Linked DNA regions of Mus musculus: region 2 is linked to region 1. The links are chromatin contacts, called in public Micro-C maps. All regions are on one chromosome and are shown on one strand. Each heading gives the region's core, a stretch centred on a gene start, on an enhancer-like site or on the middle of the called end of the contact. The rest is flanking DNA. Distances are from core to core; before and after follow the strand shown. Region 1 has its middle 80 kb from the start of Odf2l. Region 2 has its middle 25 kb from the start of Col24a1.

The links. Hi-C and Micro-C count contacts between places; a contact is called where the count stands out from the background.
Region 2: a Micro-C map of granulosa cells shows a contact between it and region 1, with 1.6 times the contacts expected there. The contact joins two enhancer-like sites. A contact is called at or near these places in 4 of 484 Hi-C or Micro-C datasets (granulosa cells, nephron progenitors, pancreatic cancer cells and 1 more).

The regions. Positions count from the first base shown.
Region 1 is chr3:145,195,686-145,200,594 of GRCm38.p6, reverse strand. No RefSeq gene overlaps it. Among named protein-coding and RNA genes, the nearest start is that of Odf2l, 80 kb to the right of the region's middle. Within about 2 kb of position 2,339, at least 19 of the 459 cell types and tissues checked have an H3K27ac peak or open chromatin away from gene starts, as enhancers often do. A contact at or near this core is called in granulosa cells and pancreatic cancer cells, where this site is marked.
Region 2 is chr3:145,265,397-145,270,305 of GRCm38.p6, reverse strand. No RefSeq gene overlaps it. Among named protein-coding and RNA genes, the nearest start is that of Col24a1, 25 kb to the left of the region's middle. Within about 2 kb of position 2,030, at least 35 of the 459 cell types and tissues checked have an H3K27ac peak or open chromatin away from gene starts, as enhancers often do. A contact at or near this core is called in granulosa cells and pancreatic cancer cells, where this site is marked.

The sequences.
Region 1 (4,909 bases), core at 1,090-3,589:
AGAGGAGATGGATGTTCCAGAGAGACAGGAAGGGAGTGTCTGACACAGCCATGGGAAACAAGATAGAGCCTGGGTTGGAGGGAGAAGGGGATAGAGGAAGGGAAGGACCTGGCCCCTTGGACTCAGACAATGGCAGTGAATGTGGGAGAAAGGCTGGACTGAGTGATGACAGAGAGGAAACCGTGAGTCGTGGGGAGCTGATGTAGCGGGAGTCAGAGAGGACCACACGGGTCTTCATGAATGCTGAAGAGACTGAAGTGTGGAGAGGTAACTGGCTGGCATCCCTGTAAGCCTGTCTGTAAAGCCCAGACAGACAGACAGACAGACGGATTTCATCTCTACTCTGAGAAGTCAGTTGCCAAAACCAATTCTAGTATCTAACAGAAAATCTCCCTCTTGCCCTGGATCTAAAGGCCCACTCCACTGCTACAGTGACTATGTTCTTCCATAGTTGAATTGATCCCATTTCAGAGCACCTCATTGTGCCTGGCACTGGGCTCATGTCATCTATAGAATAGGCTTTATGGCTTGCCTTCCTCCGGGCACTGAGGTGAATATGAACTTCAGACATATTTTGCATTAAAAAGTTCTTTGAAGTGAAAGAAAGAAGAGCCAGACAGCTGTGTGGGCATAAGCATCTCATAGAAACTCAACTCGTTTTTGGCATTGCCTGTGCATTTAAAACAACACCCGCAGGCCTGCAGAGTCCTGGGTCAGTCAACGGCTTGCCTTGTCCTTTACTGGCACTAAGTTGCCACATTGTGTTGGCTTACTGTCCAAAGTAGGCCCTGTGGCTGCTGCTTCCCTTTAGTGGCACAGCATGCAGCAAGGGTGACCTTTAACTTAGACAGTAACGCATGTACCTTTGCATTTATTTTCTCAGTGGAAGATCAGGCATCATTTGCTGTCAGGACCCTGATTCCAATACTTATCCCTTCCACCAGGTCTCAGTTTTCAACCTCCAAATGAAAGTGTATCCCCAACACTGAGGGTAGCTATGAGTGTAAGCAAATCAAAATTCTGTTTATACTTTGAAATCACACGTTATATAGTGTGATTTATATGCAGAGGTTGTTTAATTTGGAAAGAAAAAGAGAAGCTAATGATTTTTGTTTAAGTCACTCAGTTAAGGGAATTCCATGTAACTCGGTATTCCCGCATGCTTTTAATTTGGCCTAGTGCTATTTGCCTTAGTTTGTGTTTGCTCCTTCAGGGTGAGTCCTTAAAAGTGATGTTTTTTTTTTTAAATTTAAAATGGTAACTTTTATTTAAAATCCTAATGATTGCCCTAAAACAAAGCAAAAGCAAAACAAAAGAAGCAAGCAACAGTTTAGCTCAGCGACAGTGAATTTAATATCCAAAACATAGTGTCTACGAGAAAGTCCATTTTACTGAAGAGCTTGCCCTTTTTTATTTCGTGTGTACAGATTCAGAGTCCTACCCAAATGTTAGTTTGTTATTTTATTATTAACTATCTTAAATAATGCTGCTTGGCAAAATAACTCCTGGAAAATGGCTTTTAAGAACTGTAGTGAGGAGAAAATGATTCTATTTTACATTAGAACATAAGTGATTGAAAGAGCATTGTGCAAACTATGAACTAATATGTAAGAAGAGCTAAGAAAAAGCGGTTGGCATTCTCCCTCTTTGACTGCTCTGAAGTCTGAAGGAATTATGGGATGTTCTTAGGTCAGGGACCAGTGAAAGTGAATCCAGTTCAAAGGAGAGCAGAAAACTGCACAAGGGGCCATTTTATGAAATACAGTGTTTGCAGTAGTGTCCTTATTAAAACAGCAGATGTCTTATGGTCATTATGGTGATGGTATCATACCAAAACAATTCTATGATAAGCTAGTTGGTTACCAAGACATCTGAAGACTCTCTTTGTCTATAAACAGACTTCCTGCTACTGATCAATCAAATGTCCCTGCGGGGTGAGGAGAAAACATGGACTTCACATTCTCCGGATACTGTCAGATGTTCAGTATAACGAAGTTCTTAAGCAAAAATATATCACCACTTTCAAGATAGAAACCAAAGTTCCAGAGACGTTAACTTGACTAAAGATTGTAGTTAGTTGAATTAATAAAAGGATCAAAGTATTGTATCATATAAATAAGCTACCCTATAAGAAACAGACCTGAAATGTGAATTTTTAATACATGTGAAGATGTTGACCTTGCCAGAAATCCCCAGGCCCTGACTTCTTCCACAAGAGGGTCTGCAGAGCACACGGATAATTCCATAGAATGAGTCTACGATTCTGCATTCTCCAGAGGATAAATAGTCAGTCATTCTGTATGACTCAGAAAAATGCAAATGGACCAGCTTCTGCAAAAGCCTGCCCTTGATGCAAGCCTGGGACAGACCACAGCCAGCATGGCTGACCACAAATATTAGACAGTGCATGCCAGTGGCTTCTTCTGAAAAGATACAGCTTTTCCTAGCTGCTCAGTGTTTCCAATAAGGAACACCCTTAAAGGGAACAATATATAAACACAAAAATAATTTTTCATTTAGCATAAACCAAAATATATGCAAAAATAATATTAATAATATTACTATTAGACTATATAAGAATTTAAGGGAAAGGGGCTTATGGAATGATAGAATATATAGTTCACAAAGATTTCTTGTGCCATGTAATATTAGTACCAAATTAACTATTAGAAGACAAGGATATTTAAATATTAAAATAAATGCATTTATATAAAACTTATATAATTTATGTAAATTATATAATTATATTTATGTAGAAATGAATATATTATAAATATGCATCTTACAGAAACAGAACATATTATTCTTTTGAGTATATTTGATTATATAGTTGGCTACCAAAAAGGGCCCCAAACAAAAAACATTAATATAGAGAGCAGAAAATTTCCAGGCATTACTTTATTATTGTAAGCTTTTATTAAATGTGTTATTAAAATAACACTTTCATTAAAAATGATTGAAATTATTTAACTTTAAATATCTTAAAAAGAATGCTCAAATAACTCAGAAGAAAGTAGAAGCCAGACATGAAAAAAAGATGTTTACAAAGGATCAATACTCCTTACAGCTACATTTATAACACATCAAAAGTGGGAGCATCCCAGATCTTTAACAGGTAACTAGAATAACCACAGTGTGTCCGGACCAACACCGGGAAACTACTTGGCAATACAGTAGAGTGAAGCACTGAGCTATGTCACAATATGGATAATCTCAAGAGTGTATTGTGTCCAAGAAGCCCGGCATAATGAATATGTACTATTGATCCCATGCATGCAAAATTCAAGAACAGACAACTCTGGGATGCCAGGAAGCAGGCCACTCGATCCCTAACAGGGCACAGGACGAAACTATTCAGGGTGATGGCTGTGTATTTGATTGAGGTGAGAAGCATGGTATAAGTAAATACCATGCGTATAAGGCTAATTAGTATATGTATAATTATCATAGACATGTATAATTAGTGATTTTTACAGGTGGCAAACATACTGTTTGAGCATACAGCAGCTGAATGTGGTGCTTTGAATAGGGATGGCCACCACAGATATAGATTTCAATAAGGTCATTAGTGAGAGGCACTATTTGACAGGGATTACAATGTGTAGCTTTGCTGGAGTAAGTAGGTGTGGCCTTGCTGGAGGAGGTGTGGCCTTGTTGGAGGAGGTATGTCACTGGGCGTGGGCTTTGGGGTTTCAAATGCTAAAGCCAGGCCAAGTATGTGTCCCTCTCTTCCTGAGCCTACAAATCCTGCTTAATAGAACTCTCAGTTCCTTCTCCAGCACCATGTCTCCCCTGTGCTACCATGCTCCCCGCCATGATGACAATACACTAAACCTTTGAACCTGTGAACAAGTCCCAGTTAAAGACTTTCCTTTAGAAGAGTTTCCAAGGTCAGGTGTCTCTTCACAGTAATAGAATTTTGACTAAGACATTAAACACCATTGATTTTTTTTTCAAACATGATTTTTTTAGCAGAACCCTGGGCCATGTGTTCTTAGTACCTGTAGTTCATCTTCAGGCTACCTAGGAGGAACTTAAGATATAATTATAGCACAATCTTAAAACTGGACAATTTCAGATATTCCTTTCCACTTTATTTATTTATTGAAAGATGTATTTATTTTTATTTTATATATACAAGTGCCTGCAGGTGTACATATGTGATGTATGCATATCTGGTACCCATGGATGCCAGAAAAGAGCCTTGGATCCCTGGAATTGGAATCACAAACTGCTGTGAGCCACACCGTATATGTGTGGAGAACTGAACCCAGGTCTTCTGCAAGAAGTGCTCTTGACCACTGAACCATCTCTCCCTGTCTACATCTTTTCTCTGTTAATTTTACTTATTTACTTTACATCCCAATGACAGCTGCTCCCCACCCTGCATGGCCCCTATAGCCACTGAGCCACCTCTTCGGAGTCCCTCTATATTTTTAAAAATGATCAAAATCCTTATATCTCCAAAGGTAGTTATATTAGTATACTGGCTTCGTCAGAAGAAGGGTTCAAGTGAAATATCGACAAAAGCCTAGAAGTCGGCATTTGTTTTCCAAATGCCAATACTCTCCATATGTGTTTGCTTAAATATTTATTGGGCTTAAATTTTTGAAAGAAAAAATGGTGAACTTCTGCCATATGACAATATTACAAAGCCAACATTAATAAAATAGATAGCATGCTTAGATGAAAGAATTTGAGGCAGCTATGATTAAGAACATATAAGCTTTGTGGATAGACTTCAGCAAGCTGCGTGAGCTCTCTGTGCACTGGTTGCCTGCTCAGCGAGAGGAACCCTGCTTATGTCATAGAATTGTTGTAAGGTTACATGGTGTGGCACAGGCCCAGTGCTTTGTTTACACTGAGTCATCAAAGCAAATGCAGTGCTATCGAAACATTCTTATCTAGA
Region 2 (4,909 bases), core at 781-3,280, 70 kb before region 1:
TTGGCTTTAGGGTTAGAGGAAAGTGAGATAATTCATGACACTGTTACCTGCACATGCGACCTTATCTGGGAAGAAAGCCTTTGCAGGTGTAATCAGGCTGGGGTGAAATGATACAAGAGGGGATAGGGCACCAGAGGCGGGGTGAGTCAGATTCAGAGATACAAGAAAAGATCGTCATGAAGATGGAGGCAGAGCTTAGAGAAGGGAATCTGTGAGGGACAAGGAACACTGAAAACCACCAGAATCGAGGATAAGACAAGGAGGGATTTTTCCCATGGCTGGCACAGAGAATATGGCCCTGCCAGAAACGTGCTTTCAGATGTTTCCTCGCCAGAATTACACGGGAATGTTCTTCTGCTGTTTCAAGTGACAGAGTTTAAGCATTCCGTTAAGGCATTGCTAGGACACTAACAAAACTTATGAAGAAGGGGGCTATTTTTTTCATCTTTTTTTTTTTTTTTGAGTTCATTGCAAAAGAAGCCTTTACAAATAACCTTAGTTGGATTTGTAGCATGGTTTTAAGCAGGATTGTGACACTTCAGTTCCCACTGAAGCTTTGTTGGAGGAGGGCAATGTTTCTAAAACGTGGAAGAATGAGAGGCGTTTCTCGAGTGGGGCTCTGTCTCAGCGACATGATGATGGGGAGGGGCATGAGTTACATTTGAACACAGTGGAACTTCTGGATAATCCTCTCCAGGAGACTACGTTTTTTGAACATTGTGCATGAAACTATTGCATGGAAGAGAATAATGCTTTTATGGGTCTCTGGGTGGGACTTAGAAGTGGGAAAACACCGGAAGTAAGGGATGAAGAGGCAGCCTAGTGGAATTGACCTTGCATTGTGCTTCCAAATGTCAAATTATGAAGTGTTAAATCCACTCTTATTTCATTGTTTTTGTTCACATTTCTGGAGTTAATTTTACTTGCATTTTACAGAAACACATCTCATTTGGAAGTAAAATCGAAATATAAACACAAGCTTTTACAACAGAAAGCACACAGTGTTCTTGGGGGATTCTATTTCTACTTAGGAGGGAAAGGCACAGGAGGTGTGCCTCAAAATTATGAACACACATTAAACCTATCAAGTAGCAGGGCATCTAGGATTGGGGCACTTAGAACAGGGGAGAAGAGAGAGCTTGTAAGTTATAGAGCTCAGATAATTGTATAGTACTTTTACAAATTCAGTTACAATAATTTTACCTTTTATTTCTCTCCCTTGGATAATAGGATAGGTCTAACCTGGCTTGTTTTTAAAAACATTTTGGAAGCTAATATATACAAAGTAGACAGTAATTGTATTAATAGAAGTTCAGCAAATGTCTTTTGGCACTCCAGGTTGAATTGTTAAAACACACTTAAGATCACCTGACTGCCTTTGTTTCCTGGAACTGGGGAAGGCTGGGTGAAGTGACTGCGGTGTGCTCAGATGTGAGCTCTGGTTCAGTAACGGGGACAATCCAGGACCTGCCTCAACCGTTGTGGAATTAGTTTATTTCTTGATGGGGAGATGTCCAATGGGCCAGACAGTGCTGTGAAGGGCCTATTTGGCTAGGATCATTTTCTGCCCCAACCCTGGAAAGTTTCTGTTGACTTTGCAGTTCTGCTGTGGTGCATAGGGGAAATCACTGCATTAAGAGAAAGAATTAGGGGTCTGAAGCAAATCTGTCCAATCTACCCAGTCCTTAATTCCTCCCACTGAAAAGCCAGCAGCTGGGGAGGAAGATAAATGGACATCCAAGACTCTTTGTGGCATACTTTAGCTGATGTATGTTCTAGAGTCAGGCAGCCAAGGTTTAAAACACATCTCCATGGCCTACAGGAGTTTTGTCCTTGACAGGTCATTTAACCCCTCTGAGATTTAGTGGCCCCAGTTGTGAAACAAGGAAAACATCAAGTTGAAAGAGTTTTAATAATTCGATGAGAAAAGGTACTAGACGCAGCTGATTCAGAGCAGATACTCAGTGAACTTCGGTTCTGTCTTATTAGATCAACAGTTCCCAGGCGTGAGTCAGACATCATCTACAGGCCTTGTTTAAACAGAAACAGAGGATGCCATACCAACTGTTACGCAATACCAAATGCTCAGCGCTGAGAGCACACGTATAAGCAACATTATGAAATGAGCAGTATTTCTGTATTTAGAAACACATGCACAAGGACAGGGTATACTAAAGAGTTTGGAGAGGGGGGAAAGGAAGGGGGAAATGACAGAATTGTATTATAATCTCAAAAAAAAATGACTAAAAATGAAAACAGAAACAAGGCCAGCAGGATGATGGCTCAGAAAGTAAAGGCACTTGCTGTTGATCCAGACAACCTGAATGGACTCCTGAGATCCATATGGTGCAAAGAGAAAGGAGAGCTCCTGCAAGCTGTTCTTGGATTGCACTGTCCATGTCTGTGGTGTAGGCTCTCACATAACAAAATATTAAAACACATATGCACACACACACACATACACACCAGAAACAGCGCCCTTGTATGTGGATTCTGTTGTGGGGTGGGAATGCCAGATAAGCATTGGTAGTAAGGTCCCTAGTGAGGCTACTAGTCTATCTAGGGGTCACACTTATTAAACTTCTGCTCTAGACCAGGATTTGGCAAAGCGCTTTGTTTGAGCCAAATGCAACCCACGCACATTTTAATAAAAAGCTTTATTGGAATACAATGTCTACAAAGATTTTTGCATGATAACCACATAGCCAAGTAGTTGTGGTGGATGCTACAGAGAAGGCTGGAATATTTAGTCTGTTTCTTCACAGGAAGTGAGCCTTGCTTCCCTGAGCTACCAGCTGGAACATCTCCCAAGAACTTTTGAGGACCTGAAAATTCATGTAAAATTTTTTTCCACCAAGAAGACTAAAGGCCTTCCATATCTGTTAGCAACTGCCATTATTATGGCCTAGAAAATACACTAAAGGTGCTCTGGTTTCAGAAAAAAAAAAGTTGTTTTTTTTTCCCTTTTCTGGCATGTGGAAACTTCTTCATTATTACCTGAGGTCACTATATGTATTCATTGCGTGTGATACCAAGGCAACCAAATACTCTGGTGTAAAAAATACCAGCCACAAATCCTGCTTTATCTTTGACGACTATTAAAAACAAGAAGAGTAAGAATAGCACTTTGATGAGTGTGACTCATTAGAACTAATGACAAAACGAATAGGACCTTCCTCATACCATACAGGCGCTTCTAAAGCAGGGGGCAGACCAAAGGTTCTTGAAACCAAAACCCAGCATATCTACTTGTTTGTTGTTTGTTCTGAGTTGGGGATCTCTAGAAAAGTCCCTGGATATAGGATCCTTTTTGTTTCCATGACATTCCAGCATGTTCCTGGGAGAATTTTGCCTTATTACATCTCTTGTTCTCAGATACCAAGTATGAAAAGATAAAAGGTCCCACCATGACATGCAGAACACACAGCTGCACGCTTTCCTGAGGAATCCACACACAGGGCTACTCTACTCTCAGTCACCATTCTCTCTGTGTGTTTGTGTTTGTTTCTGTGTTTGTTTTTGCTTCTGTATGTAATGGTGATCTAGATTCTGGTCTTAGTTTTCCTCTCTAGACAGGGAAATACCTGGCCCTCCCTTTCCTTCTCTGAAGTGGAGTGAAATAATAACATAGGTATATATGATAATACCTATAACAACATAGGCATAGCAAACATCAAGCAAGCCTACGTGTGAAAAGGCAGTGAAGTCTCCACAAACATTAGAACTTTGTTCTGCACTCACCACACTCAATATTCTTTGTGCTGTGAGACTCGGTGCCAAAATACAGTTCTCATCTCAAAGGAAAGAAGAGACAGCTTACTCTGGAGCCAAAGATGAGTGACCAGAGCTGGGGACACAGGATTGGGTCACCCTAAATTTCATGTTCCAACAGTGGTGCAAGTTTCAGGAGGCTTTCATGACAACACAATGAACATTTTTTCAGGTGCTTCTCAGCCATTCAGTATTCCTCAGGTGAGAATTCTTTGTTTAGCTCTGAGCCCTATTTTTAATGGGGTTATTTGATTTTCTAGAGTCTACCTTCTTGAGTTCTTTATATATATTGGATATTAGTTCCCTATCTGATTTAGGATAGGTAAAGATCCTTTCCCAATCTGTTGGTGGCCTTTTTGTCTTATTGACAGTGTCTTTTGCCTTACAGAAGCTTTGCAATTTTATGAGGTCCCATTTGTCTATTCTCGATCTTACAGCACAAGTCATTGCTGTTCTATTCAGGAATTTTCCCCTGTGCCTATATCTTCAAGGCTTTTTCCCACTTTTTCTTATATAAGTTTCATTGTCTCTGGTTTTATGTGGAGTTCCTTGATCCACTTAGATTTGACCTTAGTACAAGGAGATAAGGATGGATCAATTCGAATTCTTCTACATGATAACCGCCAGTTGTGCCAGCACCATTTGTTGAAAATGGTGTCTTTTTTCCACTGGATGATTTTAGCTCCCTTGTCAAAGATCAAGTGACCATAGGTGTGTGGTTTCATTTTGGGGTCTTCAATTCTATTCCATTGGTCTACTTGTCTGTTGCTATACCAGTACCATGCAGTTTTTATCACAATTTCTCTGTAGTACAGCTTTAGGTCGGGCATGGTGATTCCCCCAGAGGTTCTTTTATCCTTGAGAAGAGTTTTTGCTATCCTAGGTTTTTTGTTATTCCAGATGAATTTGCAGATTTCCCTTTCTAATTCGTTGAAGAATTGAGTTGGAATTTTGATGGGGATTGCATTGAATCTGTAGATTGCTTTTGGCAAGATAGCCATTTTTACGAAGAGCATCCTAAATCAAGGAAATTTTCAAATACTTGGGTAGAAACATCAGGTAGTTGGATGTTAACCAAGTAGCCAAATCTCCACCATGGGCCTCAGTCAGTTAAGTCAATACATTCCCAAAGATCTCA